Linked DNA regions of Sus scrofa: region 2 is linked to region 1. The links are chromatin contacts, called in public Hi-C maps. All regions are on one chromosome and are shown on one strand. Each heading gives the region's core, a stretch centred on a gene start, on an enhancer-like site or on the middle of the called end of the contact. The rest is flanking DNA. Distances are from core to core; before and after follow the strand shown.

Region 1 (3,123 bases), core at 527-3,026:
CAGCAAAACTTCTCAAAATCCATAGAATAAAATGCACACTCTTTAGCATGGTCTTGAAGGCCCTGTATCACAGGCTTCCTCTTCAACCTCATCTCACACCACTTTTTCTTTACCCTACTTTGAACCTTGCTGGTCTCTGTGTTGCTCCTCAAACACACTGAGCCCTTTCTGCCTCAGGACCTTTGCACTTGCTGCTTGTTTTCCTTTGCGTCTTCTTTCTCATCTTTCCTCTCTCAGCTCAGACATCACTTGCTCAGGTAGATCTTCCCTTTGCTTGGCTTCATTTGTTTACTCTTTCTTACTTAACTGTATTTCTTTCATAGCATTTGTCACATTTTGAAATTATTTTATCCTTAGTTCATTTGATTATTATTCCTTTGTCCACATGAGAATATAAGCTCTAACTGGGATTTTTTCCCCTCTTCTTTGTCCATTCATTTATACTCACTCCACAAGTATTTACTGAGCTCTGACTAGGTGCCAGATATGGCTCTAAGCCCTGGGGACCCAGCAGTGAGCAAAGGAGTGCCCTGGATTTCTGGGTCAAAGCTTCCCCTCATCCTCTCCGCCCACCTGCCACCCCCAACAACAACCTGGGCTTCCTGGTCAGAAGGAGCTCTGGTGTCTGCCTCATTCATGTCTCCCCTCGGCTCAGATGGAGCCTCCTGACCACCTTCCCTCCCCTCTCTCCCCTCCCCAGGCATCTGCTCACACCCCTCATTGGAGGCCCAGCTACCAGGGCCCTGGGCGGCACCAGGGTCTCTGCTTCCCAAGGAAGGAGAGTCTCAGGTCACCTGTGCCTTTGCTCCCCTCCAGTGCACACTCTGCCTGAACTTGCCACGGAAACTCATGCCTGGAGGAGTTCCCATTGTGGCTCAGTGGCTTAGGAACCTGACTGGTACCCATGAGGATGCAAGTTGGATCCTTGGCCTCGCTCAGTGGGTTAAGGATCCGGTGTTGCTGTGGCTGTGGTGTAGGCTGCCAGCTGCAGCTCCAATTCGACCTCTAGCCTGGGAACCTCCATATGTTACACCTGCACCCCTAAAAAGCAAAAAACAAAAAAACACACCCAAAAACTCCTGCGTCGAGAGCCGTGGGTGCACCTACATATGTGCGAATGGTTCCTCCCTTTTTCCTTTACCAAAGATCTTCCTGCAGAATTTCAACAAAACAAATGGATTTGAAATTCACCTCCTTGTTCATTTTCTGCAAGTTCCTGACCAAAGCTGAGCGAACAGGACCTGTGCCACCAAAAAAGCCTGGGTACCCAGCTCTTCATTCACTTACTCACAGGGCCGCCAGCACACTTGCGTCTTGGCCCAGGGCTGGCAGCACAATGAGGCTGAACAAGCCCCAGAGAGCCTGGGTTGAAGGCGCTCGGCGCCAGTGAGGACTATCGGGGTGGGGGTGGGTGGGAATTCCGGGGCGCAGGCTTCAGGGCGGGGAGCCCCTGAATTGTTGAGAGATCCTGACACACACGAGGCACCGCCAAGCGGGATTCGGTCAAATATTCGAGGAACTGAATGAACCACGGGAAGAGGGACCAGCGACCCCGTGCGTTTATTCGCGGCTGAGAAGCATCCCAGCAGCAGTGGGTGACGTCCCTTCCTCTCCGCTCGTCCCCAGGAGCGCTGCACGGTGGGGACGTGAAGGCGGACCCCAGCGTCCTGGCCGTGTTCCAGGACTATGTCAAACTGATGCCACTCGTTGCAGAAGCCAATCAGATGAGCGAAGAGCTGGGGAAGGTAAGGCTAGGAAACTCCAGAAACGGCCTCGGATACCAGGTTCCACACACCCTCCCTCCGACTGCCCTTCGAGAACCGGCGTCATGGTGGAGACACCAGACGCGCGGGCCTAGGGCAGGAGGTGCTTTGCGCCAGAGCCCGCAGTACGCGAGCGACAGCCCCGCGGCCTCCCTGGTCCCGGCCTCCCGGTCCGGCCTCGAGCCATGCCTTCCACCTCTGGCCCCGCTGGCTCCGGGGCCACCAGGACCCCAGACCACTGCTTGCTCTCCATGGCCACCCGGCCCAGGCTGTCCTCCAAGGTGGCCTCTCTGGGTGCAGGCACCTCGATGGCTTCTCTGCCACAGAGAAGGCCTGGGTTGGGGGATGGCTCCCTGGTGACACGGGACCCGCCTCATAGGAACTGTGTGGGTACTGTTGAGAAATTCTGGTGCTTTGTCGTTTCTCTAGGAGGCAGTTAAGGAGAGGAGGGACCCTCTTTCAGGAAGCCTGCGTGTGGAGAGCAGGAAAAATACATTGCAGAGGCGGGGTAGGCTGATAAAGGCAGAATGATTTAGTGGAGGTGGTTTTCTTACCAGGGACTTAAAATGGAGCTCAAAGTGAAGAATTTAGCATCATCAGACTCCAGGGGCTATGACCTTCAAAAAGAGGTCACGGTGAAGGTGACTAACCGTCAGACTCACCAGGTGAGGCTGCCCCTGGGGTGGGCGACAGTCTTCATAGGGGTTTCTGGGGAGTTTCCTGGGGACCCTGGTTTGCTTTACCTGCTGCAGCCTGTGCAGACCCGGCAAAGGGGCCAGGTTCTCCCAGGTTTGAGCAGGATTCTGGGGACAGACCCTGGGGACCTTCCTCTGTGCCTCCCCTCCCCCCACAGATCCAAGGCCTGGGATCTCTCCCACCTATAGGCAGTTAATGCTTTCTTCTTTTTTCTTTTATTTCTTTTGTTGTTGTTTTTAGGGCTGCACCCAAGGTATATGGAGGTTCCTAGGCTAAGGGTCCAATGGAGCTTCAGTTGCCGGCCTATACCACAGCCACAGCAGCGTGGGATCTGAGCCGCATTAATAATCTACACTACAGCTCATGGCAACGCTGGATCCTTAACACACTGAGTGAGGCCAGGGATCAAACCCATGTCCCTCATGGATACTAGTCGGGTTTGTTACTGCTCAGCCACAACGGGAACTCCCACCATCTGTTTATTTTTATTTATTTATGTATTTATTTATTTTTGTCTTTTTTTTTTTTTTTTTGCCATTTCTTGGGCTGCTGCCACGGCATATGGAGATTCCCAGGCTAGGGGTCAAATCAGAGCTGTAGCCGCCGGCCTACACCAGAGACACAGCAACGCGGGATCCGAGCAACCTACATCACAGCTCATGGC
Region 2 (3,333 bases), core at 588-3,087, 230 kb after region 1:
AGGAGGGAAACTCCACTTGTACCTTTAGGATGGCTCCAGTTGCCATGGCAACACCATGAGTTGGGGGACTGTGCTTTTCTTTCTGATATTTTGTTGCTTTCAAGGTCTCTGCTGTTCTTTTTGTGGACTGGTCAGGATTCACGTCAAGGAGATGCATTTAATTGCCTACCTACTCTTCCGTCAACATTTATAGCTGTTATATCTGGATTAAAGCTTCCCTTTAGCTAGAGCTAGGCTTCTCAGAACCCTCAGATACACCTATTAGGAACGTTACATTTTAGAGACTGTATGTCTATTGGCAGCGAAGTGTTAGGCCATTTTTCAATCTAACAAAGTGGTGCTGGCGCCACCTGGTGGTACTTGTCAGCTCTGTCAACGGAGGCGTCTCCGCTGGCTTCTGAACTGGTTCACAGCGTGAAGGAAGCAGTTCCAGGTACTGTCCTGTCAGTTGGAAAGTTGCTGCCTTTGTGATTTCATCATTTGTGAGAAACATACAAGTGATGTGAAAATTTTGTTTTCTTCTTTTTAGTTTTTATTTTAATTTTAAAAAATATTTTGTCTTTTGTCCTTTCAGGGCAGCTCCTTTGGCATATGGAGGTTCCCAGGCTAGGGGGTCTCATCAGAGCTGTAGCCACCTGCCTGCCCCAGAGCCACAGCAACGCTGGATCCGAGCTGCATCTGCAACCTACGCCACAGCTCAGGGCAATGCCAGGTCCTTAATCCACTGAGCAAGGCCAAGGATCGAACCCGCACCCTCATGGTTCCTAGTCGGATTCGTTAGCCACTGAGCCACGACGGGAACTCTTGTTTTCTTATTTTTTAAATGAAAAAAGATTTTTATTTGTGATGTGAGATTTTTGAAAACCTCTGCAGATCTTTTGATGATCACTTGCTCAGAAAGTCTTCATGTTCTGAAGCACAATACAGAGATTTTTTGGATAAGGACACTGATGCAGAGACTAAATAATCCCCCAGGCCCACAGGATCAGGCCTTTCTTTTGAACCCGGGTTTGTCTGATAACAAAAATCTGGCTCTCGGAGTTCCCTTGTGGCTCAGCCGGTTAAAGATCCAGCATTGTCACTGCAGTGGCTTGAGTTTCTGCTGTGGCACGAGGTCAAGCTCTGGCCCAGGAACTTCCGCATGTCACAGGTGACGCCGAAAGAGTAATAATGATGAAATTTTTTTTTTTTTTTAATAAAAAGAGTCTGTGGAGCAGTGGGTTAAGGATCTGGCCTTGTCACTGCAGTGGCTTGGGCAGCCAATTTGTGGGACCAGTCAGTTTGATCCCTGGGCCAAGAACTCTGCATGCCATGGGCATTGCCAAAAAAATAAAATAAAATAAAATAACAAGACAACCCGGCTCTTTCTGGGACATCACGCTCTCTTAATACAGTACTGGGCCACAGTGAGTGCTCAGAAAGTTGAAACAAAGTGGACACAGGTGCAGCGGAGGAGTGATTTACCAAGGAGTGGGAGGACCAAGCAGCAGTGGTGTTACCACCCCCAAAGGACCAGAGCTTCTGCAACGTGCCTAAGATTCAAAGAATCACCTTGGAGAGTCCTTTTTGTGTGTGTGTCTTTTTGTCTTTTTAGGGCCGCACCCGCAGCTCTGGACGTTCCCAGGCTAGGGGTCGAATTGGAGCTAGAGACACCGGCTTACACCACAGCCACAGCCACACCAGATCCGAGCTGCGTCTGCGACCTACACCACAGCTCACGGCCACACCGGATCCTTAACCCAGTGAGCGAGACCAGAGATTGAACCGGCAACCTCACGGTGCCTAGTCGGATTCGTTCCCGCTGCACCACGACGGGAACTCTCAGGGACCAGACTTTTCTTGATGTTCGTGTTATCTTCTAATTACTCACTTAAGTGGGGAGGAGACAATGTCTGGGGGTTAATGCAAAAATCATTTGCTGTGGAGTCTGGCGTGTGTCATGGAAGTCGTCCTAGCCTTTTGGCCTTGCTTTGTGCGTCTGGTTCGTATTAATGCGCACTTCCGAGGACCCAGCACCGTGAGCAATAAAATGGGTGGGGGGCGGTAGGGGGCGGATCCGGAACTGACGTTGCAGTCAGTCAAATCCTGCTGCTGCCACGCTCAGGCTTAAGTCCTTCAGCCCATCTTCATTGCTTCTAGACGGATCAACACTCTGAACGCTGCCTACCTGGTCCAGCCTGTTCAGACACCTGCTGAGTTTCTCCACCTCGGCTCTCTGCACTAAGCCCATCTGCCGGGTGAGTCTGGACCCGTCGCTTTGCTTGTCTATCCGTGAACGGTTCCTTTGGCTCTTAGTTTAAGAGCCTACACCTGATGGAAGATTTCCAGGCTCTCCCCCTGTATTAGTTTCCTACTGCTGATGTAACAGTTCACCCCAAATTGCCACAAATTCATGGCCTATCGCAACACAGCCTTATTCCCTGACGGTTCTAGAGGTCAGGGTCTCGCAGGGCTAACGTCAGGGTGTCAGCTGGGCTGCCATCCTTCGGGATGCTCTAAGAGAGAATCTGCTTTCTTAGCTTTCCCAGCTTCTAAAGGCTCCCAGCTTTTGTGGTCCCGTTTCCATCCCTGACTCAAGTGACCCTTCCCCACTTAAACCCTGGTGATTTCTTCAGGCCCACCGGGGCAATTCAGGATCATCTTCATATGAAGTCAGCTGATTAGCTTCCTTAATTCTTTTTTTTTTTCTTCTTGTTTATGGCCGCAGGTGCAGCACATGGAAGTTCCCAGGCTAGGTAGGGGTTGAATTGGAGCTGCCGTTTTGGACCTACAGCACAGCCACAGCAGCACCAGATCCGAGCCACATCTGCGGCCTGCACCACAGTTTGCAGTAACGCCGGATCCTGAGCCCACTGAGCAGCAAGGCCTGGGATCAAGCCCACCTCCTCATGGATACTAGTAGAGTTCTTAACCTGTGGAACCACAGTGGGAGCTCCTAGCTTCCTTATTTCTATCCAAACCCTGGGTTTTCCCTTGCCATGGGATATAACATAGTCATAGTTCAGGGGGATTAAGTGGTGAATGTCTTGGGGGGGGCATTATCTTTTCTGCCATAGCCACCTGAGTTGAATATTCAATTTTAAGCTTTCCCACCATTTGTTACAGTTAATTATGTAATAACTTCCATCTGCTGCATGTGTGGCCCTAAAGGCAAAAAAAAAAAAAAAAAAAAAAAAGAATTAGGAGCAGGACTTCCCTTGTGGTGTTCCGGCAGCTGCCCAGCAGCCCCGCGCCGCAGCGTTCCAGCTCTGGCGACAGCCCTGTGGCTGTAGGGCAGCAGCTCCAGCAGCTCTGTGGCTGCAAGTGGGTCCGCTCTTTTACCCGGCGAGAAAC

What was found. Hi-C and Micro-C count contacts between places; a contact is called where the count stands out from the background.
Region 2: a contact with region 1 is called in a Hi-C map of undifferentiated spermatogonia, with 2.1 times the contacts expected there. The contact joins two enhancer-like sites.

What each region holds. Positions count from the first base shown.
Region 1 is chr10:15,164,380-15,167,502 of Sscrofa11.1, forward strand. LOC100739202 (kinesin-like protein KIF28P) reads left to right here. Exons shown (of 24, transcript XM_005667953.2): 15 at 1,627-1,745; 16 at 2,321-2,428. Among named protein-coding and RNA genes, the nearest start is that of SCCPDH, 98 kb to the right of the region's middle. Within about 2 kb of position 1,777, at least 1 of the 83 cell types and tissues checked has an H3K27ac peak or open chromatin away from gene starts, as enhancers often do. A contact at or near this core is called in undifferentiated spermatogonia, where this site is marked.
Region 2 is chr10:15,399,049-15,402,381 of Sscrofa11.1, forward strand. No RefSeq gene overlaps it. Among named protein-coding and RNA genes, the nearest start is that of BECN2, 12 kb to the left of the region's middle. Within about 2 kb of position 1,838, at least 2 of the 83 cell types and tissues checked have an H3K27ac peak or open chromatin away from gene starts, as enhancers often do. A contact at or near this core is called in undifferentiated spermatogonia, where this site is marked.